Regions from separate parts of the Mus musculus genome. Here all the other regions are linked to region 5. The links are chromatin contacts, called in public HiCAR-type and promoter capture Hi-C maps. All regions are on one chromosome and are shown on one strand. Each heading gives the region's core, a stretch centred on a gene start, on an enhancer-like site or on the middle of the called end of the contact. The rest is flanking DNA. Distances are from core to core; before and after follow the strand shown.

The links. Promoter capture Hi-C pulls out the DNA fragments that hold promoters and counts their contacts. HiCAR-type assays count read pairs that join an accessible place to other places.
Region 1: a contact with region 5 is called in a promoter capture Hi-C map of pre-B cells, with 2.3 times the contacts expected there. The contact joins the promoter of Dpm2 here to the promoter of Tor1a in region 5. A contact is called at or near these places in 3 of 39 promoter capture datasets (liver and pre-B cells), 1 of 115 datasets of contacts at active chromatin or transcription factors (astrocytes) and 1 of 9 other capture datasets (adipose tissue).
Region 2: a promoter capture Hi-C map of pre-B cells shows a contact between it and region 5, with 2.1 times the contacts expected there. The contact joins the promoter of Ttc16 here to the promoter of Tor1a in region 5. A contact is called at or near these places in 2 of 39 promoter capture datasets (liver and pre-B cells).
Region 3: a contact with region 5 is called in a promoter capture Hi-C map of pre-B cells, with 2.2 times the contacts expected there. The contact joins the promoter of Rpl12 here to the promoter of Tor1a in region 5. A contact is called at or near these places in 4 of 39 promoter capture datasets (hematopoietic stem and progenitor cells, liver and pre-B cells) and 1 of 9 other capture datasets (liver).
Region 4: a contact with region 5 is called in a promoter capture Hi-C map of liver, with 3 times the contacts expected there. The contact joins the promoter of Tor2a here to the promoter of Tor1a in region 5. A contact is called at or near these places in 2 of 39 promoter capture datasets (liver and pre-B cells).
Region 6: a contact with region 5 is called in a HiCAR-type map of astrocytes, with 2.5 times the contacts expected there. The contact joins the promoter of Fam102a here to the promoter of Tor1a in region 5. A contact is called at or near these places in 2 of 39 promoter capture datasets (cranial neural crest and liver) and 1 of 115 datasets of contacts at active chromatin or transcription factors (astrocytes).
Region 7: a promoter capture Hi-C map of pre-B cells shows a contact between it and region 5, with 2.2 times the contacts expected there. The contact joins the promoter of Slc25a25 here to the promoter of Tor1a in region 5. A contact is called at or near these places in 3 of 39 promoter capture datasets (liver, neutrophils and pre-B cells), 1 of 484 Hi-C or Micro-C datasets (B cells) and 2 of 9 other capture datasets (adipose tissue and liver).

Annotation. Positions count from the first base shown.
Region 1 is chr2:32,569,483-32,573,475 of GRCm38.p6, reverse strand. It overlaps Dpm2 (dolichol-phosphate (beta-D) mannosyltransferase 2), which reads right to left and starts at 2,618. Exons shown (of 4, transcript NM_010073.2): 1 at 2,564-2,618; 2 at 2,181-2,270; 3 at 1,077-1,179; 4 at 1-517. The coding sequence starts at 2,566. The coding sequence ends at 459. Fam102a (family with sequence similarity 102, member A) reads right to left here. Exons shown (of 11, transcript NM_153560.4): 11 at 3,726-3,993.
Region 2 is chr2:32,773,832-32,777,476 of GRCm38.p6, reverse strand. Ttc16 (tetratricopeptide repeat domain 16) reads left to right here and starts at 1,844. Exons shown (of 15, transcript NM_177384.3): 1 at 1,844-2,146; 2 at 2,382-2,429; 3 at 2,920-3,086; 4 at 3,405-3,495. The coding sequence starts at 2,129. Ptrh1 (peptidyl-tRNA hydrolase 1 homolog) reads right to left here and starts at 1,656. Exons shown (of 5, transcript NM_178595.3): 1 at 1,582-1,656; 2 at 954-1,173; 3 at 671-770; 4 at 449-494; 5 at 1-355. The coding sequence starts at 1,647. The coding sequence ends at 173. Cfap157 (cilia and flagella associated protein 157) reads left to right here. Exons shown (of 9, transcript NM_025619.1): 9 at 1-64.
Region 3 is chr2:32,959,722-32,963,215 of GRCm38.p6, reverse strand. It overlaps Rpl12 (ribosomal protein L12), which reads right to left and starts at 1,504. Exons shown (of 7, transcript NM_009076.3): 1 at 1,377-1,504; 2 at 1,094-1,167; 3 at 544-642; 4 at 150-231. The coding sequence starts at 1,413. Lrsam1 (leucine rich repeat and sterile alpha motif containing 1) reads left to right here and starts at 1,575. Exons shown (of 26, transcript NM_199302.3): 1 at 1,575-1,654; 2 at 1,961-2,172.
Region 4 is chr2:32,755,444-32,759,348 of GRCm38.p6, reverse strand. Tor2a (torsin family 2, member A) reads right to left here and starts at 2,115. Exons shown (of 5, transcript NM_152800.3): 1 at 1,899-2,115; 2 at 413-678. The coding sequence starts at 2,049. It also overlaps a transcript of Ttc16 not described here.
Region 5 is chr2:30,966,109-30,970,090 of GRCm38.p6, reverse strand. It overlaps Tor1a (torsin family 1, member A (torsin A)), which reads left to right and starts at 2,173. Exons shown (of 5, transcript NM_144884.2): 1 at 2,173-2,417; 2 at 2,736-3,001. The coding sequence starts at 2,237.
Region 6 is chr2:32,533,060-32,536,723 of GRCm38.p6, reverse strand. It overlaps Fam102a (family with sequence similarity 102, member A), which reads right to left and starts at 1,365. Exons shown (of 11, transcript NM_153560.4): 1 at 492-1,365. The coding sequence starts at 637.
Region 7 is chr2:32,449,668-32,453,281 of GRCm38.p6, reverse strand. It overlaps Slc25a25 (solute carrier family 25 (mitochondrial carrier, phosphate carrier), member 25), which reads left to right and starts at 1,812. Exons shown (of 10, transcript NM_001164357.1): 1 at 1,812-2,215. The coding sequence starts at 1,958. Naif1 (nuclear apoptosis inducing factor 1) reads right to left here and starts at 2,825. Exons shown (of 2, transcript NM_194335.2): 1 at 333-2,825. The coding sequence starts at 843.

The DNA of each region.
Region 1 (3,993 bases), core at 1,369-3,868, 1.6 Mb before region 5:
CAGTCTTTCCCCAGGGCTTCCTGGGTCCAGAAGTCCTCATGGAGCCTGGGAAGTGTCAGACTCGGAAGAGCTGCCTTGTGACGGGACAGGACTTGTACAGAGAGGCGGGAAGGCCTGCTCAATCCATCAGCACAGTGGGAGGAGCACAGAGGTGAGAGGAGAGAACTCGGTGGAAGGGACAGGGAGCTTTGACTGTGAGATGGACAGGACCAACCAGCAATGTTCAGCCTCTGAGCCTAAGGGAAGTGAGAGGCTTCCCAACCCACCTTTCTCTTGGCTTCTAAAAGGATGACCAAGAGAGAGAGGGCTCCAGGTTGTCAAACTGAGAAGAAAACAGCCCCATGTCCCAAAGAGGGCTGCAGTGCAGCCAGCTTGACCATCTTGTAAGCTGTGACCCTTGGTCCCTTTTCTGGAGGAGATATGGAGAAGGCCCCTACAGCCTCATCCCTGCTGGACCTTCACTGAGCCTTCTTGGTTATCTTCTGGCTCTTCAGCATCACATAGGTGATGAACAATCCTGTAATACACAGAATAGGAGGGACTGGGAGGATTGGAGTGGAAGCTAGGTGGCCAGGCATGCAAGGTCAGGCTCCCAACCAACCCCCCTAGGGGTGCATCTTTGCAGTCATTCACTAGGTCACACAGCCACTGAGGGTCAGTTAACTATCACCAAAATGGTGCAAGGCTAACCACCTGTGCATCATCCGGCCATGTGGTTCCTCAGTCAACCCAAGCACTCTTTTAGGCTCCTGGGCTAGAGCTTAGAATAGCGTAACAGCAAAGACACAGTTCCCAACCCACAGAGCCGTAAGAGATGCCAGGGTGACTTGAGGCAGGAACATTGAAGAGATGAAGATGAAGCTGAGACAGGAAAGAAAGGGGAGCCATGTCCTCATTGCCCCAGGAACCTGAAAACTGGGAACACCACTAGAGGAGCTTCTGCCCGTGGCCTTTAAGGAATAGGAAAGCCCCGGGGAGCATTGGTGACAAGGAGAGTCTAAGCAGATGTACAGCAGGTGCCAGCATGTGGAAGCACGCTGCCTTCCAGACACCCTGCCCCAGATCGGGAGACTTACCCACAAATAGGAGCAGCAGGAGGCCTGCGGCCAACGGGAGGAGGACGGCGTAGGCGCGGGGCAGGAAGTATTTGTGGATGACATGCTGGCTGTCAATGAATGGCTGGCACCAAGGGCAAGAGCTCTGGTGAGTACTGCTCACCTTACTCAGCCCCAAAGGGAAGCCGTCCCACCTCCCCCTGGCAGCACTGGATACTGAGGGCCCACCTTGATAGCATCCCCAAGCGTGGATATGTATCATAACAAGAGACCCACCATATTGTCTCTGTATTGTTGAATACTGCCTGGGCCTTGTGAGTGCTGGAAACCATCCTTTTTGATTTCTGAGGCCCTGGCTGACCTCACCAAGCTGCCCTCCCCCCTTCTTCTGCCTTCTGAGAACTCTAGGTCTTTTAAAGAGGTCTTTATTTTTTGATCATGCATTTGTGCCTGTGAGTCCAGGTGTACTTTCATCCAAGCCCTGGATCTCCAATCTAACTCCTAACACAACTTAAGCAGCAATGGCGTTCCGTTCCAGGGACTTTTGCTGGGTCTCCTGGAGCTGGAGTTACAGATGGTTGTAGCTGGCCATGTGGGTGCTGGAACTTGAACCCCAGTCCTCTGGAGAATCAGCCAGTTCTCTTCATCACCGAAGGTCAGCCCACCTAACTTTCCTCTCTGAAGGATACCAAGTACTGCAAGATGCCCCTTTCCAAGCACAGTGTACTTTAAAACAATAACTAACAAAATTTCCCACATTAAAGAGAGAGGCAGAGAGAGAGAGAGAGAGAGAGAGAGAGAGAGAGAGACTTGAGATGTTAATAAACTCCACCGGCGACTGCTACACCCAGGAACCTGCTGGCTAACCAGGAGGACAAACACAAAATAAAGCCTCACTGTGCGGCAGTTCAGAGGCTGAGAAACAGCCTTCTCCCCGAGTCTTAGCCTCCTCATCTATAAAATGTAGACACCATCTGCAAGCACCATAGTGTAGATTTCGTGAGATTAGAGCTAGCTAAACATCCAGACGCTGGCACACAGACGCTGATTAAGTCGCGTTAGGAAACTGGCTTAGAGATCCAGAGCAAAATGAAGGTGAGCGGGGTGGGGGTGGGGCACACATACCAAGAGAATCACCCAAGTGGTGTAGTAGGTGAAGATGATCAAGCTAACGGCGACAAGGCCAAATCCTACTGCTTGGTCTGTCCCGGTGGCCTGGAGAAAAATAAAGGCTCAGCAGGCGAGATGGCTCGTGTACAAGCACTAACGGAGGGTCGGAGCAGCCGGTTTACACTCCAAACCTCTCATTCATTTAGAACCACGGAGGGCTTACTAGAAGTGGCTCTCGGGTTTAGAAAGCCACGTCAGGCCTCGTGTCACCTGTCTGCAAGCGGTGGAGAGAGCGATCTGGGTTTGGAGAGCCCAACTCCATCTCCCAAGGAGACTCTTACTCAGAGCCCCGACCCCTGGTACCCTCAAATCACACATGTACTCCACCCCAGGCTCACCATCTCTCCAGCGTTCCGCCGGAGCAACAAAATACATCCGGTTCCTGGTTTAGGCCTTTCCGGCTTGTAAATCACGTGACACGCGGAGACTCGTCTGAGCTGACGTGCGGGCACTTTTCCCCGCCCTCCAGTGCATGTCGGGAAATGTAGTTTCTGCAGGGAACTGTAGGGCCGGGAGCTCAGACTTTCAGGTTTTTGTGGCTACATCCCTGTCAGACCCTTCCCAAACAATAATCATTTAAACATTATCCTACAGTCCCAAGCCAGAGTGAGATGTACCCCAGAGTTGGAAGTCCCGGAAAGGGATAGATCATAATGAGTTGGTTGTTGAAGCAGACATCAGAATTCAAAGGCTCTACATTCTGGCCTTGAAACTGTTAATGGAAGAGTCTGTATAGAATGACCACCACTGGCCTGGCCTATGAGAATTTCCACTGGTTGGCTTCCTAGGGAACTTTCTAGGCTTCCCTTCATTGTCCACTGCCAGAGGTTTCAGAATGGCCCTCTTAGAACCAAGGGGCGCTGGGCCAAATTATCTTTCATGCTTTTCTTCTGTTTCTCACCCAGAACACTACTCTCATGGCATATGGGGCTAGCTGCTGTAGATCCATTCTTCTCCAAATGCTACACCATGCAGGTTATCCATTTCTGCAACCAGAGGCAACAGCTCCCTCTTTGTGCCCTGACAGGTATTTTTAACCAGTTTCTTCGATGATTAGGACCAAAAGTGGGGCTTTAAGATCCCCGAATTGATGCTGGGCATGGTGGTGCATTTCTGTAGTCCCAACACTCTGGAGGCATGAGGAGTAGTAGGTCTCCTTAAACCTCATGGCTAAAGGAAACCTTATAAATACCAAATAAAAACGTTTTATTCTTTCCCCAAAACCAGAGTGAGACACCGTCTCAAACAAGAAGAGGTTCAGGAGTAACAGGTGTTCTCCGACCTTTGTCAAGTGCCCATTCATATTCATACAAACATGTGTGGACATATATGTAATATGTATGTGTGTGTTTGTGGTGAGCATTATGACTGGGGTCAGACTGGAGAACACTAACCTACTTTCCCCAGCATGTCATCTTACACATACATGGCTAACTCCTGTTAGCAGCCCCCAAGTCAACACGGTGATGAGAATGAAAAGAAACACCAACAAAAAGCAGTAACAAAAACATCGGCATTTAATTCCACCCCCAAACCAAACATTGACACTAGGCTGATTTCCCCATATGACATAATTTTCTATTATAAGCTGAGACAGATATGAACAGCCCACGGAATGGGGTGCAGTGGTAACCTGGTTAGAAAGGAATAACACAAAAGCAAATTCTCCCCACAGAAGAAGATGGGCCTGCTCATCCTGCCAGACCACGTGGTCAGCTGTAGGGTAACCAGAAAAGAACCCTAAAAATATTGCAGATCTTTTATATCT
Region 2 (3,645 bases), core at 595-3,094, 1.8 Mb before region 5:
TGCAGAAACAGACTGATGTGGCCACAGTCCCTCCTTGAATCTGCAAGTAGCCTGGGGAAACCCAGGGAAGTTATATAAACATTGGGTACCACTGTGTCATTGCAGTTCTGTGGCCCTGTCTTGGCTTCATGGCACCGGCAGGCAGTCAAACAGGTAGATATATCCACTGGTATTAGAGGCCTGACAATGGTCCCTGGCTTCGAGCACGGATGTGGTCCAGGAGCAGGTCAGTGGCCTGATCCATCAATGGGGACAGTAGCTCCTGCTCCTCCGGGGAGAAACAGCCCAGGACATGGTTCTCCACCATATTAGGGTGTGTGGGGCGCCCGATGCCCACCAGCAGCCTTGGCATTGCCTGTAGGGTCCCAGGGGAATGAGGATGCATTGGTGAGATACAATGTCAATGCTAGCCACCCCCACCCAGGGCAGGGCAGAAGGGTAGACTCACATTGGAGTTCAGACAGCTAATGCAGGAACGGACTCCATTATGGCCCCTTGAGGGGATATGAAGAGCAGTTAGTACTTTCTGAGGCAGTGCCCTTCCTCCATTCCCTTGCCCAGGCCTTCTTCAGAGCAGCCCAGCCTATCGAGATAGATAGTCTCAACAATCTTACTCCACTCCAACAGAGGCCAGCATCCCTACCCAAACCTACGCACATAAGAGCCTCACCTTGCGCTGCCCCCCAGCTTCAGAGCCAGCTTTCCCAACGGCTTGTCCAGTTCATCATGGACCAGATAGATCTCCTCCGCAGTCAGCCCAAACAGCTCCGCTTGGCACAGGGAAACAACACTCTAGTTACTGCATATCTGCTCAGAGGGGTCACAACAACCCCCATATGTAAACAGGCTTCCCCAAGCCTTCACTGTAGTAATTGGGGCTCACCAGGCACTTGTCACAATTGAACCCTCTCTCTGGTCCCTGTGCCCTCTTATCCATGAAACCTACAACTCACCAGCTCGGGCTACGCTGCGCCCGTTGACGTTCATGAGGCGCCGCGGCCGGAGCAGTACCAGCTGAGCATCCCCGAGCGGGGCCAGGGCGAGGTCAGCAGCACAGCGCGAGTCACGAGTCCAATTCTCCGCCACTCCCAGTCGCCTTGCTATTTGCCCCAGCACCGCCATGCCCACACTGTGCCGGGTGCCGGGCATTCCGTGGTTCCCCAGGCCAGCCACCTGTAGGCAACACTCACTCAGGACCCAAAACATTGACCAGGAAACAGAAGCGACAGTATTGGGAAGGAGCACTTAAGGGTCTGGGAACTCCTGGAGGCCCCACCAGCCAGAGGATGCCGCTCCCTGGTGCAAGAGCAAAACTAAAAGTTTGGAGCCAGTTAGTATTGCGCCTATTTGACTAAGTAGAAAAAGGGACAACTATCCCGAAAAGATGGTTCCGAAGGTAAGGTTGCTGCTAACCCTGACAACCTGGGTTCGATCCCCAGAACCCACATGGTGGAAAGAACCCTCTCCTAAGTTGCCCTCTGACAGCCACAGGGCACATGCATACAACGCATACACTTAAATGTAAGCGTAGCTGCGGAGCCAAGCCCCGCGTCCCTGTGTAGCCACCCACGCCCCACTCACCAGCCACCGCTTCCCGGGGAACCGAGCCTCGGAAACCTGCCGGCTCAAGGCCCAACTCCGCCGCATCCCTGGACTAAAAAGACCGGACTTCAACGTGCCGACTCCCATTCACAGCCAGGACCCCGCCCCTTGACGTCAGGCATCCCTAAGCCAATAGCATCACGACATGTCCAGCGACGCCCAATCCAGGCTGGGTTTGGCGTCCGCCATGTCTCTGCGGGGCGGAAGTGGGTGGATCGCGGGCCCGGGCGAGTGTCTGGGTGCATTCCTCCGCGACGCGTCACCCTGTATGGCTCAGCCTTTGCTCGGCCTTTGCTCGAGGGCTGGTACCTCGTTAAGTTTCTACCCTGGCCCGCGTCGGCGTGCACTGCCCATAGGTTCTTTCCTTGACTTAGGCCTTGGCTTGCCTTGCTGAGTTTCTAGTGACTCTCGGAGGCGGGGCCAAGTGGGCGGGGCCTATGGACATCGTGGACCTGGTGCCTAGCAACAACGGAGCTAGGGAACCTCAGAGTATGCTTAGCCCAGAAGTTAGCCTAGAAACCTGGCCATGACAGACAGAAGCAAGGTGAGGGCTGAGAAGGGGAAAGCTGAGGCAGAGGTCGGGGCCGCAAGAAGGGCTTGAGGAAGAGCCAGTCAAGCCCTTCAGGGGAACTGGGAGAGGTCAGAGGTCATCATTTGTAGTGTGGTAGGGGAGAAGGGTGACTGGCCTCCCAGTCCTAAGGGAGAGAGAGGGCAGAGAGATTTTTTGGGGGGGTTGTTGTTGTTTTAACGTTTTGGGGTTTTGTTTGTTTGTTTTATAGACTCAGAGAACTCCATCTGCCTCTAGCTCTAGAACGGGGTTATTAAAGGTATGCACTACCGTGCCCAGCCCAAGTGGAGAGATTTTGAGGAGTGAAACACAGAACTTGAGGACTGATGAGACATAGGTTCCCCGATTCTGGTGACTATGGGAAGGGTGATCACACAGAGGTGAGAAGCCCTGGGAAGAAGTCAGGTGAAGTGCTTGCTCAATGTGACCTGACGAGTGTGAGAATCCCAGGGCGGGAGTCACAAGGAACCTTGTGCAGCAGGGTCTGAAAACGATGAGCAGCTAGAGCACAAGGTGAGAGCAGACAAAGCCCAAGAGGAGAGCAGAGGGTGCAGTGGTTCCTTGACCTTGACCACAGGACAGGGAGAGAGGCAGGGCTAGAGAAATGTTGGAGCCCTGGGGGACTGTTGAACCCCAGACTAGGTGTGCCTTCTACCAGGAGGCCTCTTCACACCTCTTCCAGTAGGCAAAGCTCCTGGGGGAAGTGTTCCTGAGGCCTTCTGAGCTTACTGCCCCTGGCTTGGTTCCAGGAGCCTCACAGTGCCCGTTCCCAGAAAACTCCAAAGCTAAAGGTTCCTGAAGCCCCAGAGAAGATCCTGCGACGCATCTTTGGGACCAGTCATGTGTTCTATGTTATGACAGATCCTACAAAACGAAGGATGATAGGATCAACAGTGCCTGCCAAAGTCAGAGAGTAGTGAGTGACTTCTTTGTCTCCAACTCCAGGTTCCTACTCTACAAAACCATTATTAATACTGGGTTCAGCTGCAAGCTGGCTGCTATCCCTCTCTGGGTCTCAGTGAACAGCGAGGGTAGAGGGATAAGGGGCTGATGCCCTGGAAGAGCTCCAGGAAGGTCAGCCTGGCCTCTGTGGAGCTCTGATGGCTTTTGCAGCCTCTTTACCTCAGCCCTCCCTCCTGCATACCCCATTCTAGCCCTGAGAAGGTCCTGGGCTGGTCCCAGATCAATACCAGATCCACTGCCTGTCCTGTCCTGTCCTGTCCTGTCCTCACAGCTATAACCAAGGCCATCAGTGCCTCCTACAAGAGGACTGGGAGATGTCTGTGCTGTTCTTCTCCCGTGCCCTCCACCTGGACCCCAAACTGGTAAGAGGAGAGTCAGAGTGGTCCCCAGGGAGCAACTGGCTGGGCATAAGTCCCCCACCCCCTGTCACTGTCAAACCTGCTTAGCCCTTCCTCCCAGGACCATCAGATTCTGGAACCACCTGGAAGGGAAGAAGTTGGAGAGGAAATAAC
Region 3 (3,494 bases), core at 255-2,754, 2.0 Mb before region 5:
CTGAGGCACTGTTTCATTTCTGCACCCAGGAAAGGGAACAGACAACAGACGCCTACTGTGATCTCATTCCACCCCTAGGTCCCAAGAAAGGGGTCGACACAGCTGAGTAGCACACTGCAGCGGAAACCCAGGGAGTGGGGCCGACTCACTGTTCTTCTGCTTCTTCCTGTCTCTCGGTGGCTCCTTGAGGGCTTTGATGATCAGGGCTGAGGCAGAAGGCACCACCTCGATCTGCAAAGAGACTTGATGTGAACACAGCCCAGAAAACCAACCACCACCAGACACGCTAAAGGGCCCCGAAAAAACAGCTCGGCTAGCTAAGGTGCTTCCTGCTGGCCTCACCTCCAGAGTTGAATCCCTAGCATGGCGGACTCCTGCACCCTGGCACCTACTACTGACTTACAGTGAACCCTGTCGTATAGCCCTCCCACAAGGATAAAATCCGATTCACCGGGACAGGGAAATCTTTGCCAAGACCCATGATTCCTGAGGGCTGCTATCTCAACCCTTCCCTCAACCCCCCACAGCAAGCAATGTAAATACCTGGGCCTGTCTGTTCTGGATGGTCAGTTTCACTGTAATTCTGAGACCCTTCCAGTCACCGGTAGCCTTGGCAATGTCATCGCCAACTTTCTTCGGAGACTGTAGAAATAATAGCATTCGTTACCATGTGCCCAAAGTTGAAGCCAGGACCTTCAAGCTCACCGCCAGCCCTCCTCACCGTCCCACAGGAGCCTGCCCACAATGGCTCCACATCCTTCTTCACTAAGACAACTCTGCAGTAAGGGCTAACAAAGCAAAACACTTTCTGCTGCAATGGGGAACCCTCGGAGCTTTAAACACTAGGTTCCCGTGCGTTACCCACGGAGGCTAGTGGATTTAAGCAAGTCCAATGGCTGCCTCAACCGGGCTGTGGCACGAGCCTCCGTGCACGTGTTATCTCAGTTTTCCTTTGCGTCCCAAGTCCCAGCACCCACATCCCGGCCTGCACCAGGGACATGGTGGCCTCTTCTGCCCTCCACGGGGACAGAACACATCTACAGGCCAAACAGCATGCACGTTAGAGGTCTACGGCTCGGGAGCGACGACTTACCAGACCCAGAGGACCGATCTTCGGGGCCAAGGCGGATGTGGCGCCGACCTCGCCTCCGGTGCACCTCAGGTACACTGAAGAAAAAGCAAAATCAGAACCTCTGCGGCGCAGGCCGCCCTGCGCGCTGCCGTCGGGCTTCAGATGTCCCGGGCCAGGCCTTACCCTAAGGCGCACGGGCCGCCAGAGCGTCGGGCTCCCTCCCCTCTTACACACGTGGCAGCCAAGGCCCAAGGGAGACCCGCCAGGCCCCGGGACAGCACCCGGGCGCGGCGAGGGCACGCACCGACTTTGACCTCGTTGGGGTCGAACTTGGGCGGCATGGTGGAGGCGGCTGGTGTCGGATGAACCCGGATTCGGGACGACCGAAGAAAGTTGCACCGTTGCCTCCTCCGAGCCGAAAGCCGAAAAGACGGATCCTGCTCCGCCCACGCCGGATATAGGCGGAAAAGCTCAGCTCTCGCGAGAACCGCTGGCCCCACCCAGTCTCTGGGCGACACCCTGGTCGCCCTGTTTCTTATGGGCAGGCGTCTGCGGCAGAGGACTGCAGAGCTTGGTCTGTGGGTGAGCTCGGGATTCGGAAGGGGTAAATGTTCGGAGCACCTTGCCTGGGCAACAGAGTAGGGCTGCACCAGAGGTCCTGGTTCCTGGTCCACGTTCCCTTCTCTTGACGGTGACTCTGGAGCCCCTGGGACCCAGCCCAGGGCCCCGCCCCTCCCCTAAGGGATCTGCACCTGACTTGAGCGACCCTAGTACCAGTGCCACCCTAGTACCCTCCTAACCTGTTTGCGGTATGTGCATGTTAGTTACAGAAACAAACTATTCGAGTCTAATCACGAGTCTTTAATTCTGCAATTCCTTGGTTTCTAGAATCTCGAGACTTTGTCATCCTGAGTTGCGTGTCTTTCTGAAATTTAAAGTTTCGGTGCTCACTTCTATGTTTGAAGGAGACCGGACACCAGCTCAGCTTTTGGGGGCCAATGGTTTGTATCTGTGGCCAAGTCTTCGGAGTGACTGGCCTACCTTGAGGTCCACCCAAGAATCGGAACATCGGTGGAGGACCTCCCCATCCACAGAGCCAGGTTAGCCGCTGGCCAGCCCTGCCAGGGAAGGATGGGTGTGGTTCTTCCCAGCCAAGCTGGACCATCAGGAAAGTTCAAACCAGAACTGAACGAGCCCTGCTGAGAACGGTGAGGGAGGGGGAATTGGCAGAGATAGTCATTGAAGAAGGTATTTGGAAATGTAGATCTGGAGGATGGGGGCGAGGGAGGCTAGTCATTAGTGAGCCATCTGTAAGGGATTTAAGTCGTGGCCATCAGATAGGGATGGAGGGAGCTGTCTCTCAGGAGTGCTGCAATTGAGTGCGGAGAGTCCTGAGCAGGCCCTGCAGGCCCAGCAACCTCCTCTGACAGCCCACGCCCACAAATGGAGACCTGAAATCCCTCAGGACCACATGTGTCCTCTACTGCAAGGCTCCTCCAGCCCTCTTCTCCTTAGCAACTGTAATAGTACCTGAGTGCATTTGTCATGTGTGTGGTACCCTGTGGCAGAGTCTATGGCATAGACCTGACATACATGAAGTCACTGACCCCACAGAGGCCAGCATTGGCAACATTGCTCCATATTACAAATGAGGAAACCGGCTCCGACCAGTGACACAAAGTGACACAGCTAATGTCTTAGGTGTCAGAGCCCATGCCGTGAGTTACACACTTCCTCCAAATGATTATGTCCTTCCTATTGCTGGCCCTTAGACAGCACTGGAAGTTGCAGCCAGCTATGGGCAGCCAGCTACTGAATTCAGGACACAATGATTAACTTGGCTAAACTGGGAGGTCCAAGGAGCCGTGCAAGCGGCACAGGATCAGGACTTGAAAGGCAAGTGTCCCAGCCTGGTGTTTCTACAACCCAGGTCATATCACCAGATGAATGACCTTACTCAGCATCGGATTCTCCACGGGGCTGTAAGGAGAACCAAATGAGCAGTAGCTGGAAGCCTGCTAAGGTGCCTGAAGATTGCATTTTGATTTTTGCTTAACTCATAGATCTCTCTAGTATTGATATAGTTGAGTTCCCCCAAGTCACGGCTACCTCCAGTTTGGTCTTGATGGTTCCATCCTGACAATTTCCAGAGCTGGAAGTGACTCATCAGCTGAGTCTGTCCAGAGTCTTCAGAGAACATCCTTGGAAGGCACCTGGGGGAATCTTCCCTTGGTGGGGGAAACGCTTAGCACTGGGAGGGTGATGCCGGCGCCGCAGAGGGGCAGTGGCAAAGTAGGTCGAGCCCAGAGTACTTGGCGTGTTCTGTTCTTTCTACTCTAGGCTTTGCTTTGTCAGTAAAACAAAGTGTTGGGCTCTGTCGTGTGGGCTCAGGGCCCAGCTGGATGAGGTAGACAGCCCGGCC
Region 4 (3,905 bases), core at 866-3,365, 1.8 Mb before region 5:
AGTCACACAGCCAGTCAACAGGAGAACAGGGGTACAAATATGTACTCAATTGTCTGTTCATGAGAGCTAAGTGACTTCTGACAGGGGAGGTCAGACCTGCCCCCCAGTGTTGACAGCTAAGACAGATCAGGAACAACAGATATCAGAGCTGACAGTCACCAGGGAATGCTTGCCAAAGCACCATATGGGGCTAAGAGCTTAAGAGAGGATGCTAACACAGACACAGGTACCCTGTGTAATATCTGCCCGGGGTAATCCCCAAGGCTCATGATGTCTCGGACTCACAGGCAACAAGACTGCCACCACCCCTGTTCCTAACAGGTTCTGAAGGCTGAGCCTCCAACTGGCTGTGTGTTTTGGAGCCCTCTCTGGATTAGGATGGAGAAAAGGGACCAGGACACATCTGGCCTACCTTGTACTGCTCAGTGCGGCTGGGATGTGGGAAATGGATGATAGGGGAGAAGTGATGGACGTGAGGGCTGCGAAGGCCATCCCGGAAGAGATGCTGTGCCAGCAGGGAGCTAACGTAGGACTTCCCGGTGCCTGTCCAGCCGTGCAGGGAAAGGACCAACGGCTTGCTGGGGGCTGGGTCCTGTACAAAGGCCTTCAGTGACTTCACCACCAGGGCCTTGGCCAAATGCTGGCCAGCCAGGTGTTGAGCCAGGTCACATTCCAGACCTAGGGCCACAGAAGGAACGCATATCAAAGCAGATGACAGGCTGTTGACTCATGTCTGTCAGCTCAGCCCCTGGGAGGCAGAGGCAGCAGTAATCCTCCCAATCAAAGGCCAGCCTGGGTTTATGGTGAATTCCAACACACCTTTAATCCAGGCAATTGGGAGGCACAGGCAGGGAGATCTCTTTTGAGTTCGAGGCCAGCCTGGTCTACATAGTAAATTCCAGGCCAGCCAAGCAGGGCTACACAGAGAAACCCTGTCTCAAAACAAACAAACAAACAAACAAACAAACAGCACTGGCTGCTCTTGCAGAGAACTTAAGTTCGATTCCTACCACTCACATGGTAGCTCTCAACTATCTGTAAGTCCATCCCAGAGGAGCCAACACCGTCTTCAAACTTCCATGGGCACATGGATGTAACCATACTTGCAGGCAAAGCATAAATATTAAAAAAAAAAGGGGGAGGCTGGAAAGATGGAAAGAGCACTGACTGCCAAAGGTCCTGAGTTCAATTCCCAGCAACCACATGTGGCTCACAACCATCTGTAATGGGATCTGATGCCCTCTTCTAGTGTGTGTCTGAAGGCAGTCGCAGTGTACTCATATAAATAAAAAAATAAATAAATCTTTAAAAAAACAAAAAACAAAAAGAGCCAGAATATGGTGGTGCAAACCCTTAATCTCTTAGCACTCTGGAGGCAGAGCTAAGTGGATCTCTGGGAGTTTGAGACCAGCCTGGTCCACATAGTGAGGTCCAGAACAGTCAAATCAGTGTAGAAAGATTCTGTCGGGAAAACAAACAAACAAACAAACAAAAAGCATCAGAGGGTCGAAGGCATGTGTCTAAGACCTCTGGGATACTTGTGTCCAAACGAGGGACAGGATCAGTCACCTCGGCAAGGGCCAGTGCGGCACCGCCCCCTCGAGGCGGTTCTCCGGGTTGCACCAGCCCCGAGTAGACGACAGCTGTCTACAGGTTCAGGCGACGGCAGGTTTCTCCCCCGGTGTGACAAGTCCGCACAAGGGAGGCCTACCACAAGCCACTGGGCGCCCCTCTGTCAAAGGCTTCCCTCCACCGGGCCCCCTCCAAACCCTCTCCTCAGGTTTGCACCAGAGGCTCTCGGATCCCCACCTCCGCCGGCGGCCGGCGGGGCGGCAGATGTTTCGAGCCCCTGCGAACTGCCGGCTGCCCGCCCGTCCGCACCGGCTCCCACCCCTCACCCGGCAAGTCGGGCCAGAAGTCGCATTCGCAGAACGAGCCGAAGGTGCAGCGCAGAGAAGCCACGTCCCAGGCGGCGGCGGCAGCCAAGGCCAGCCCGAGCAGCCCGAGGATCGAGCCCCAGGGCCGGTAGCCGTGCCTCGCCACCGCCATCCGGTTGAGGCCCGATTTCGGTCAGAGGCCGCCCACCGCCAGAACCTGTGAACTACAGCTCCCGGTGTGCACCGCTCCGAGGCAGCCACGCCCATTGCCTACAACTCCCGGCTCCCCTTCCTTGGGGCTCTAAAACCCACAGGTTGTCTCGCAGCAGTACTGCAAATAGGCCTCCTGGGGGAGCCCGCGAACCACCCAGTCCCGCGTTGCCATGGTCACGGGTAACTAGCGGCCCGAAACCTTACCTCAGAAAGAATAAAAGATTAAGAGAGTGAAACAACATAATAACAAAAACTTGAGCCGGACTTTACACTTTCCTGAGAGCCTTTTCCAAGCTCTTTTTAAAAATGTGACGGAAGAGTGCTCACAACCGCCTTTTGAGAATGTCTCTGCCAGTGTCAGGCAGGCGCCTTACATGGGATGCAACAGTACCTACTCTATACCCAGGGATGGTCAGCTCAATGAGATGTGGTCACATAAAGTGTTTTTGGCTCAGAAAATAGAACCTTCAAGATGGTTTTGTGAGCTGGGCGTGGTGGTGCATGCCTTTAATCCCAGCACTTGGGAGGCAGAGGCAGGCAGATTTCTGAGTTCGAGGCCAGCCTGGTCTACAGAGTGAGTTCCAGGACAGCCAGGGCTACACAGAGAAACCCTGTCTCAAACCCCCCCCCCCAAAAAAAAGCTGGTTTTGTAGGCAAAGACACTTGCCAACCGGCCTAAAGACCGGAGTACAATCCCCAGAGCCTACCTGGTGGAAATCAAGAACCAATCCTGCAAATTGTCCTTGAACCTCTCTACACGTGCGTGAGTTCACACACACACTCACAAAATGGATAAATAAGTAAATCAAAAGGCAGTGATGCAGCTTCACAAGTCTAAGGAACTCCAAAAGTGTGCTTTTTACTTTTCTTCCTTTGTCTCTGTCTTTTCGGGACAGGGTTTCCCTGTGTAGCCCCAGCTGTCCTTGGACTAGCTCTGAGGCAGGCTGGCTTCAAACTCAGAGATCTGCCTGCCTCTGAGTGCTGGGATTAAAGGTGTGTACCACCACTGCCCGGCCCCTTCTTTTTTCTAAGCACACCTCTCTAACACTTTGGGTGTCACTCCCTAAAGCCCTCTCTGACTATCGCGAGGCTAGCCTCTTTGTCAACTAATCCAAATGACATGGCTTTTTTTCTTTCTCCATCCTCCTCCTCCAGGCAGCATCTGAGATTTAAAGCTTGCCTGCCCCAGGGTTTTTCTTTTAAACCCTAATAAAAGTTTCTCAGAGCTTAAAAAAATTTGCATATATATGTAAATGAGTATTGCTCTTTCTTACCAGCTACTACTACACGCTAAAGACTAATATAAATCCAAGGAGAGGGGGTCCCTTATTGTCTTGGTTCTATTGAATTTGGAACCCAAGACATTAAGCTTCTTATCCAAGTTTCCTAGTCACTGAGCCATTGAACTCAACCCACCTCCAGGTGTGGTCGAAGATCTAATATCAAGAGCTCAGAGCAAAGAACCCCTGTGTCTCTAATTCAGTAAGCAGATTCCTGAGGCCCAGGCCTAGCCTGTGATCACCACCAGCAAACTTGCTTGTTCTGCTATTATAGCTCAGAAAAAGTCACCTCACCCACCAGGTGTAAGGGGAATTGGGATTCTAGGTTTCATATTTAAAGATTTTTTTTGAAGGGGGGGGCGCTCACTAAACAGCTTGGACTGGCCTCAAAGATTTGCCTGCCTCTGAGTCCAAAGTGATGGAATTAAAGTGATGAGTCACTAGATCCAGTTTAAAGATTTTTTTTAATTTAAATTTTATTTTATTTGTATGGCTATTTTGCTCACACACCGCATGTGTGCCCGGTACCCAAGGA
Region 5 (3,982 bases), core at 924-3,423:
ATGTCAAATTCCAATAGGAGGACAGTCTGCAAACATTTTCAGATAAGGAGATAGCTCAGTGATACAGCTACATGCAGAGGGCCCAAGATTTGATCCCCAGGAATGACAACAACAAAAGACCAGGCCTATGTCCCAGAACTAAGGAGGTTGAGGCAGGGAGATCAAGTTTCAAAACCAGTCTGTACTATGTTGAAAGACAGCCTGGCGTAGTTCTGAAGATTTTAGCTTAAAACGGAGGCTGTGGAGATGGCTAACAGGTTAGGAGTGTAGAGGTCCTGTAGCCTAGCTACCATCCCCTGACCACCAGCCAACCCTGCCCCCACCCTGCCATCCCAAAGAAAGCTTAATATGAAGCCAAACAAGAAACAGAAGGTCTGAGGCATAGCTCCATGCAGCATTTGCCTACAATGCATGGGGCCCAGGGTTTCATTCTCAGAACTCCCCTTCCCCAAGTGTCTAGTATTTCTCAAAACTCTCAAAGTCATTTAAAGAGCACCCAAGAGAAGCTGAGAGTCAGCACTGTGGGGAGCTCAAAGTGTTCCCTGTTAGTGGTAATTTATAAATGTTACAGTTTGCTCTTAAGCCGACTAGCTTCCAGATAACTGAGACAGGACTATTTAATTTTATTTAACAGGTTTAAGGCACAACAACTGAGCAGTATTAGTTTATTTTAGTCCTTTAAGCTAATCTGACTACTTCACAGCCACAATCCTTGAGATACTTGTTGTATTTTATGGCTTTCTCTGCTCCAGCTGTTTTTTATGATTATGATGTCTTCTGGACTTCCCACCTCATGGCTAAATCCCCACTTCCTCCCTCTCTCCTGTTCTGTCACTGGCTGATCAGCCCTTTATTGACCAATCTGAATAATTAGGAAGCAATGTTTACACAACATTGATGACAGGCAGTTCTCAAAATAAGGATAGCAACCATATATGAGGGCATAGCAATCAGCATGTGAATAATACAAGGATAATCCTTATACAGTGCACAATAACATTATTCCTACAGTTCCCTAAGGAAGAAACTGGGTAAGAAACTATGGGCTTTATTTAATAATATTGCTCATGGGGCTGGAGAGATGGCTCAGTGGTTAAGAGCACTGACTGCTCTTCCAGAGGTCCTGAGTTCAATTCCCAGCAACCACATGGTGGCTCACAACCATCTGTAGTGGAAATCTGATGCCCTCTTCTGGTGTGTCTGAAGTCAGTATACTCACATACATAAATAAATAAAATCTTTAAAAAAAAATACTGGTCATGGGTTTTTAACAAGTATGAGATGCAGATCCCTCTTTTTTTTTTTTTTGAGATGTCAGACTCTCACTGTAGCCCTGACTGCACCTGGAATTCCTTGTATAGGACAGGGTGGCCTCCAACTCAGATATCCAAGACAATCACCTGTCTCTACTTCCCAGAGTGCTGGGATTAAAGGTGTGTGCTACAATACCCAGCCCTCAAATGTCAGTTTTGTTCTGTTTTGTTTTGTTTTGTTTTAACGACAAGATCCAATATGCAGCTTTGACCTGCTTGAAACTTTGTAGACTGGCCCCAACTCATACAGAGTGTTGGGGTTAAGGGTGCACACCACCCACCGCACCTGTCAGATTTAATGATAGGGACGCACGTTGGGGGGGGGTCATGTGGGAACCCACTATATTATCCTCTCATTTTTAAAAATTTATTCATTTACATGTTAATTTATGCATGTGTGTAAGCCCACATGAGTTTATGAGCACCACATGCACGCAGGTGCCTGCGTCATTTCTTTTTTAATACTTATTTATTTCATGTATGTCAGTACACTGTCGCTGTCTTCAGACACACCAGAAGAGGGCACCAGATCCCATTACAGATGGTTGTGAGCTACCATGTGGTTACTGGGAATTGAACTCAGAACCTCTGGGAGAGCAGTCAGTGCTCTTAACCGCTGAGCCATCTCTCCGCCCATCATTAAAAAAAAATGGTTCTAAAACACTGTTACTTGATGGGGATAGGGCAGCAGTCATCATCACCTGATTCCTATAATCTCAATATTATTCCTGTAACATCAAGGTTCAGAAGCAGAAGGGACTTTGCCCTTAACAAAGATGGTAGCCACTAGCGTCGGTAGACTGCCTGCCCCGGACAAAGAGGGCGGCCCCGCCAGCAGGAACCGGAAATACGAGTCTGGGCGGTGCGCGGGGTACGGTGGGCGCTGGGCGGGCGCTGGGCGCGCAAGGTGCGCGGGTCCGGTTATGAAGCTTGGCCGGGCCGCTCTGGCCCTGCTGCTGCTGGCGCCGTGCGTGGTTCGTGCGGTGGAGCCCATCAGCCTGAGTCTGGCCCTGGCCGGCGTACTCACCACCTATATCTCCTACCCTCGTCTCTACTGCCTCTTCGCCGAGTGCTGCGGCCAGATGCGGAGCCTCAGCCGGGAGGGTAGGCGGGCACCAGGCGTCCGGGATGCTGCGGCAGGGGGATGGCGCCGCTGCCAGGCCAGACTTTGGCCGGAGGCCTGAGAGATGAGTGGTCGGGGCCCGGGGTAGGGTGTCAGCCCTGCGCGGAGCTCTCCGGGGCGGCCTCACGGCACCTCTTCCGCTTGGCTTTGGGGCCAACCCCGAGGAAGGGCAGAGTTCGCAGCACCAGGGTCCCTCAGCGCTCTCCAAACCAGGCTCCGCGGGCCCTGACGTCCTGGAAATGGGGCTGCCTTTTGCCAGCTTGTTTCTCTCCTGACCAGAGTGATCTTTCCTTTCTCAGCGCTGCAGAAAGATCTGGATAACAAGCTCTTTGGACAGCATCTTGCAAAAAAAGTCATCCTAAACGCCGTGTCTGGTTTCCTAAGCAACCCGAAGCCCAAGAAGCCCCTTACCCTCTCTCTGCACGGGTGGACGGGCACCGGCAAAAACTTCGCCAGCAAGATCATCGCGGAGAATATTTACGAGGGCGGACTGAACAGTGACTATGTACACCTGTTTGTGGCCACGCTACACTTCCCCCACGCCTCTAACATCACACAGTATAAGGCAAGAGCATTAAGTTGACCGCCTTCGCGGATGACCCGGAATTGGGGTTTCTCTGTTGTGGGGTGGGATGTGGGAATTCCACGTCAGTGAGTGAGCCACAACATGGCTCTCTGTATGTCAGTTCCTCTTTAAAAGGTGTGCACAGAAGTGGTCATATCCCTTGGAGGAATGACAGCTGAAGCTAGGCTACCGTGTTTTAAAGGGGACTGTCAAGAGCTGGGGGTAGCTCGGCATAGAGCACTTGCCCAGAATGTGGGAAGTTCTGTATTATGTCTCTCCACCCCAACTCCCACAACTCCCGCTGTGGCGAGGGTGCACTGGGGGATAGATATGTAAGTTACAAAGGGTTTGAGATACATAGAGCAGTTAGACCACCAAAGTTTTATGAGTGGCCTCTGTGACACTCATAAAGTGACTCGGTAAGGTGACAACTTGGCTGGGAAGTGGGGACATAACAACTCCAGGGTCTTTAGGAGTCGCCTCCCCCCGCCCCCTGTTGTGAAAAGGAAACCTAGAGGCCAAGTTTGCTTTGACCCAGCTGTTGCAACCTGCTATTGGAGTTTAATTCTGATAACAGGCTCACACCTGAATTCAGGTTCGGTCCCTCCCTCCCTACAGCTGTGCAGTAGGGGCTGTCACTTAACTTGAGCAGGGACATTCTTTATCTTAGAATGGTGCTTCAACCTCGAGTCTGTTAGTGCACCCCCTTTCTGTTGAGCATTGTGTGGCCATAACTGTGGCTTTGTGCAGGTTGTTTAATCTTGGTGCCTGAGGTCAGCGGGTGTTTTCCTACACACCTGTATTCCCAGCAGGCTGAGGCAGGAGGATCACACCTTTGAGGTTAGTCTGGGCTACATAGTAAGCTTCTGTTTGAAAACAGAAATGGAGAGGATGTCAGGTGGAGGAAGAGGAGAAAATAGGGGCTCAGTATCATTTCCTCAATGGCTTTGGGGAGAAGATTCAAAAATGTTGTCATAGCCA
Region 6 (3,664 bases), core at 116-2,615, 1.6 Mb before region 5:
AGTGGAGGGCAGTCACTCAAGAGGGGGCTGGGCAACCCAAAATCCAGCCACCTCCCGCAATCAAATCCAGGGAGTGCCTGGAACTGGGCTTTCCCAGCCAAGGGGAGAGAGCCAGAGAGCCCTGGCTGGCCCAATCTCTCAATCGTATGACAGCCACAGGAGCCAGCTTGGTGGCAAGGTGGCCTGAGACACCCTTACTTAATCCCTTAAAGTGAAAATCTCAGTCAGCTCTCTCCATACAAATCTGTAAAACGGGTGACTTGAAGAGTGCACGCAGGGCCCTAAAAGGTTTCTGGCTGGTCACCTGCAGACAAATGCCAGGCGCTCTGCCAGCTCACTCAGACCTAAGTCCTGCTTAGAGCAAATCTTTCCCCAGGCGGGCCCCTTGCCCATCCGTCCCTAGCTGAGTCTTCCACATTTGCCAAGTGGCTAGATCTCACTCATCAGCACTCCCCACCCTCCCCTGCAAACGCGAAAACCTCAATGCCTACCTGGACGACAAGCTGACAAAATCCCCGCCATCCAGCAGCCGGACCTTGCAAAAGAGGACCCCGTTCACGAAGGGGACCGCAGTCAGCTCCTCCAAGGTGAAAGTGGTTTGAAATTTAAATTTCTTCTTCTTCATCAAAAAAGCCATGAGCAAGTTCCCTGAGTCTGAAGCCCGCAGGGCCAAAAAGAAAAAGAAAAGAAAAAAGAAAAAAAGAAGGGGATACTAGAAAACCCCAGGATTCCTTTCCCGACACCACACCCCCCTCCTCAAAAACACCAGAGCTGGATCCAGTCCAGATGGCGGCGGAGGCTGCGGGCAGGAGAGGATCTGAGTTCGGAGCCCCAGGTCCAGTGAGCCGGCTGCTCTCACCCTCGGGGAACCCGGGCTCCACTGACATGTAAACAGCGAGGTGCGGCCCCGGCAGCGGGGGCTGGCGTGGAGGGCGGCTCGCAAGCGAGCAGCAGCATCCCGATCCGCGGGGCCCGGCGGACCGGTGAGACTGACGGAGACGGCCGGGCGAACCGCTGGAGACCCGGGCGGCGGCCCCGCCTCCGCCCCGCTGGCTGCCGTGGGAGGTGCCCAGGCGACGCACACGCCTCCGCACCTGGCGCACCGCGGCCTGCGCAGGTGAGGCCCCGGGAAGCGGAAGCCACCTCGGCGACCGACCCGGCTCTGCAGGGACCGCTTCGGGAGGCTCTGCCGGGCCGGGAACGTGTGCCGGTCCGCCTCCCGCTCAGTCCTGGGACCTACGCCGCTCCTGCCCTGCCCGAGTCTCAGGCGCCTTCCGACCCGGCCGGATGGCTTCTGCCTCGGTTAGCACCGCTGGAGCACAGCGGCGCCGTCGCCCGCACCTCCGGACGCAGCCGGCTGAGCCCGACGCAGCTCGGCGCTGCTCGGAGAATGCCGAAGCCCCGGCGCGACCGCCCGCGGAGCCGCGGCCGAGAGCAGCAGGGGCGGGGCGCGCGAGGCTCACAGCCAACCTGCGATTGGACAGGCCGACTGTACGAACACGAATTTCTATTGGCTGGCGGTGGCGTGGGGCGGGGCTCGCGGAGGCAGGGCCAGTTGAGGGCGCTCGGATTGGAGCGCTCGCGGGGCTGGACCCGCCTCCTTGAGAAGCGCGGTGGGGGGGGGTGCGGAGAGGCGGTGGGAGGTCGCGGGGTGTGGGGGCCGGCACTGGAAAGAACGGGAGGAGAGCGCGAGCCCAAGAAAAGGAGAAACAATGACTAGGGGAAACAATCTGGAAACTAGGGCTAGAACGGCCTGCCCGGATCCCGCCAAGACCTGAGCTCAGTGAGCAATGAAGCAGGCTGAGGAGGTAGCACCCCTGTTCTCAGGAAAACAATCGCAGAGGTGTCTCAAGACCTATGCAGGTCTTGCTCGCCTCTAAAAATGACAAGCATCTGTCCTGGCTTTGCCGCTCTTGAAGATCCATTGGAGCCCGGCAACCTTGTGACTCGGCCTGCCTGGTTCCAGGCTGTTATCTAAGGCTTTTGTTTAAAGTTTCCCGATAGTTATGGCAAAGGACACCTTGGGGACCTCGTACTCTCCAAACTATCGGCATTTTATGATTCTTTTTATCCAGGCCGCCAGTGTTTAGGAACTCTGTCCTGAGTCAGGCAGGCACCCAGTGGAAAGACTGGATCTGAGAGTCTGCTGAAGAACTCAAGTAGGGAGGTCAGAGGAGGCGTGTGCTTTCGGATTGGAACGGAAGTTCAAAGGATTCTGACACAAAGCCGGCCAAGCATCGGGGTACAGGCAGTGGCAGTCACTAGAGGCCTGCTGGCCCGGCAGCATGGTACTCAAAAAGTTTGTGGAGTATCCCTGGATGAATTCTAATTTGAGAGAACAGCAGATCAGGCTAGAATCTGGCCCAGTCTTGTAGACCAGAGCAAAGAAGGAGGCATCTCCTGGTTTTTTGAGCTAGATAGTGACTTGATTGTTCTGGCATCAGATAACTTGGAGGAAAGAAAATGGGGAAATGGGTGAGTGAAAGGCCGTTTTTGATCCGGGCAGGAGATAAGTTAAGGTCTGCTGGACTTCCCTGTGGAAAATTAAAGAGAGTTGGGCTGATTGGCATTTGAGATGTAAATTCTCTGCCGGACATCATGTTTGATACCATGCATGATATCATGTTTGGACATGTGCATGAAGACTTCCTGAGCTTACATTTCAGAAGCATGGGTGGCAATCTCTGCTCCTCATAATTGTCCCATAATGTGGAAAACGCAGTCAGATTGGAGATGAAACGAACCAATCCATCCAGACCTCCCTGATGTAGCTAGGCATCTCCTTTTGAAGGTGAGGAAGTAGAGGCCTGAAGGCTTTGTCTTTTAAAAAATAAATTACGTTTGTTGATATGATTGGGCACATGGCACACAGTGCAGTGAAGGGCAGAGAATAACTTAAGTTCTTCCCTTCTACCACGTGGGTCCTAGGGATTAAATTCAGGTCATCTGACTTGGCAGCAAGCATTTTTACCTACTGAGTCTTCTTGCCAGCTCCGACTGTGTTTAGTTTTTGTCTTTAGCCCAGGCTGGCCTCAAACTGCGTGTGGCTGGGGATGGTCCTTCTGCCTTTACTAAACCTTAGGATTACGGCTTAGGCTTCCACACCAGGCTTGGCCTGAAGGGTTTAAATTCTTTGGCTGGACTCTCAACCTTTCCCCTTAAGGCCTGTTCCCTAAGGGAAGAGCCTGTGGCCCCTGATGAGATATCTAAGAAGTCAGCCAAGAGTGTCTGGAGGCCTAACTGGATCCTCAGTTTCAACTGTGTAACCTCAGGCCTCTCCAACAATTTGCCGCCAGGCCTGGTTCCATTTGGTTCTGTGTAGCCTAAAGGCTAGGAACACCCTGCCACCCCCGGAAGTGTCCCTTCTCACTTCCCAGGCAGTGCAAAAAGCATGTTAACAGGACAGGAAGCAAGAGACAGTTTGGTGTGAGACCAGAATACTGGCTGTTCTGAGGCCAGCCTGGTCTACAGAGTGAGTTCCTGGACAGGCAGGGCTACACAGAGAAACCCTGTCCCAAAGAACCAACATGGGGCCTCAGTTTGTAACCCTGAGGTGCAGGATCTACGGATGGCAGGTATTACGTATAGTATAGTATAGTATAGTATAGTATAGCATAGTGAGGACTAGTGCTTTGGGGTCGACAGTACTATGCTCAAAAGCTAG
Region 7 (3,614 bases), core at 563-3,062, 1.5 Mb before region 5:
GGGTGTCTCACTTGGGCAGTATTAGTCCTAGTTAGTCATTCAACAAGTATATCCTGGCTGCCTATTAATATGAGGTCCTAAGTCCCGAGGGGCTACAGACAATCTCTGCCTTCAACACTACATAGGTCAGCATGTGGGAGATCCAGCTAGCCACATGCTGAGGAAGACCCTAAAAGAACAAGATCAGTCTGGGGAGTTCTTGGAAGACCTCATGGTCTTTCCAAGATCGCCATCTGACTTTTGACCTTTGGCAGCCAATTTGCCCCAGGCTGTCCCAGTATTGCTGGCCCGTCCCATTTATGCAGCTGAATTGAGCAGGAGAGCTCACTCACTCTGTGTCAGGGTGACGGTGGCTGCGGCTGTAGTGGCCGTGGATCCGAGGGCCACGGGATGGATCTCTGTGGTACTGGGTAGGCTGATGATGGTGGCCTCACCCAACAGGTTGCAGATCCTCTGTTGCATAGGGGTCAGCAGTACAGGAGCTATGGCTGTGCCACTGCCACCACTGCCACTGCCTGTCCCAGGCCCACCAGCTCCATCATCTTCTGTGGGCCCTGGAGCTTCGCCACCTTCTACAGCAGCTCGGACTTGGGCAACCTTGCGACGGACCTCGGTCTTGAGGTCGGACCACTTCTTCTTGACTTCGGGCAGCTCCCTACGGCAGGTGGCCACAGCGTTGACCCTTCTCAGGATGCCATGCCAGGCTGCACTCTTGGCAGCCAGAGGGACCCCAGCATTGAAGTGGTTCACCAGCAGGTGCTTCTTCAGTTCCAGTTCCTCCACGATGATCTCCACTTCCCGCTCTGAAAAGTTCATCTTCCTCTTCTTGGCTGGGACAGCCATGGCCTCCCCTTTCCTCTCTTTTTAAAGAAATTATAATGCTCTTAACAGCCCCAATTTCTCTTCTCTTCTTCCTCAGCCTCGCCTCTCTTTCACTCCCACCCCCTTTAGGGGGACAGGCAGGGCTTGTTCAAGGCCAAGTACCAGGCCTTAAGTAACCCCCCTCGCTACGCAAAGTGCGTAGGGCCCAGCCCTGACCGGCCCGACCGCCGCCAGCCAGCTGCGTAATGGCTTCCTGAATCTGCCTCTTCCGCTGGGGTGTGCGGAGATCCGCCCACTTCCCTTCTTCCCGCCCCTCGGCACATCCCTGAGAAGCCCCGCCCTCCAGGTTTGGCGTGGCTCAAATATCTGGCCGATCACTGGCTCTCCAGGCCTGCCATTCCTCCTAGAGGACACACCTCTTTGCTAGAACTGGCCTGGTCATTGGTCTAAAGTCTTGTCTGTCGCTTCAGGATGTCCGCCCACACGGACATTATTCACTTCCATTGGAAAAGCAGACTGTCGTTCAGTTCGTGTCGCGACTATTACGTTGTAAAATTCAGTTGTTTTATTGGCAGTTTAGAAGACTCCTAAAGCTTAGCCTCCTGATTTTGATTCGTGTTCTCGGTTTCGAGTCGTCAGCCCGTTAAATTTTCATTTTATTCAATGGTGCTGTGTTTTCTAACTTCAGTCCACAGTTACCCTCATATACATTTCATTTCCACTGTTAGCTACGATCTCTCCTTACACAACGCTCCTCTCAGCCTCATCATTCCGCAGTCTAAATAGAGCTTCTGAATGGGAATTGGACACAAGGCTTTCTGCTTGCCTATTACCCAGCTTCAGCCAATCCCCGGCTCCCTCAGTTTGAATCGCCTTCGAGCTGGCACGGTGACTCCGCCCCCTCATTGATCCCGGAGCCGACATACCGGCCTATGATTGGTCGGCAGTGCGCCAGAGGGCGCGGTCAGCGCCTCTGCGCGCCGCGGGGCGGGGCTCCCGGAAGCGGCCCCTCCCTCCAGTCGGCCGGCTTCTCGGAGCCCGCGCTCGCTGTCTGAGGAAAGCCGGCGTGCTTCCGCGCTCGGGTCGCTCTCCTGCCGCCTTCAGCCCGGCGTCCGGCGCCCCCGCCTCGCGCCCGATGGTGAGCAGTGTGTTGTGCCGCTGCGTGGCCTCCCCGCCGCCGGACGCCGCCGCCACCGCCTCGTCGTCCGCCTCGTCGCCGGCTTCTGTAGGGGACCCGTGCGGCGGCGCCGTCTGTGGCGGCCCGGACCACCAGCTACGCCTGTGGAGCCTCTTCCAGACACTCGACGTCAACCGCGACGGCGGCCTGTGTGTCAACGACCTGGCGGTGGGGCTGCGGCGCCTGGGACTGCACCGCACGGAGGGCGAGCTCCGGGTAAGTCTGCGTGCGCCGTCCGCGCGGGCGGGGAGGATCCGGGAGGTCTTGAGGAGAGAGACCGACGCCAAGGGGACGGGTCGGGACCGCAGGACTTCTCGGGCTGCTTTCTGTAGCCTGTCAGGTTTCGACGGACGCTGCTAGAGCTGAGCGGAACCCCTGGTGTTGGGGGGGATAGTGTCCCTCCACTGACAGATGGAAAGGAAATTCACACCTTGTTAGTGTGGGGCTCCTCAGGTGGGAGATGGGGCCGTGAGAAAAGCTCGTCGTGGCTACAGATGGGCACCCTTGGGTCTCTTTGATGGACAGAAAGCCCCCTCTACTTCCCTCTAGATAGAAGGACAGATAGATCTCAAGATTGCCCTACGGACCTCAAGGCCAAGTTGGTGCCCATCCTCCCTCAACACCTAGGTTCCTATCCACCCATTCTCATTGGCACCCCTTGTCTGTCTGTCTGTCTCTCGCTCGCTCGCTCTTCTCCCCCCACTCTCGTTTCCATGCCACCGGTGCCTCTAATCTGGTTGCTCACAGAGACATGTGGGTGTTGGGGAAGAAAAAAATGGGAACTGGGGTTCTAGGCAGATCAGTGTGGATGTGGGTGATGAAGACTGAACAGTTCTTTCTCATGGCTTAGACCCAGCCCCCCACTGCTGTTTCAGAACACTGGGTCATGATCCCTTTGTCGAATTGGAGTGCGAATATGTTAAAGAATCTGAAGAAAGATTCTTTTTTTGTTTGTTCGGTTGGTTTTGGGGATTTTTTTTTTCTAGACAGTGTTTCTCAATGTAGTCCTGGCTGCCCTGGAACGCCCTCTGTAGACCAGGCTGGCCTCGGAATCAGAGATCCACCTGCCTCTGCCTCCTGAGTGCGCCGGGATTAAAGGCCTTTGCCACCATCGCTCAATTGGAACTTTTTTCAAAAAATGAAAGTTAGATACATCTAAGGATATTTGTTGGCTGGAAAGGGATGGGCCAAGACTGGGAGACAGGGGTGGAGAAATGGCCATTTCTGGGTCTGCAAGAAACAGAACTACTATCCTTCCTGCACAAGAAGCCCTGAGCAGTGGCTTTTTCTTCCCTTTCTGTTTCATGTTGGTTTTTCAGTTTGACTTTAACTGTGGCTTCCCTTTACCAAGTGTTTCATTATTGTGGCATAGACTGGCTTACAATCTGGGGTGATTCTAATGAGCAGTTTGCCTGATAACCAGTTTGTGGCCAAAATTAGTATTTGGTTCATTTGTATGTACAGTAATTACGAATTTCATAGCCAAATATGAAGAAAACCTGGTAAGGTGGCAGTGAATTATGCCAGTTTGTTACTTAGGTGGCCACATAAAGTGTCATGTCCAAGATAATCTTGGATCAACATCCAAGGTATTTAACCTACTTAGTATCAGCAT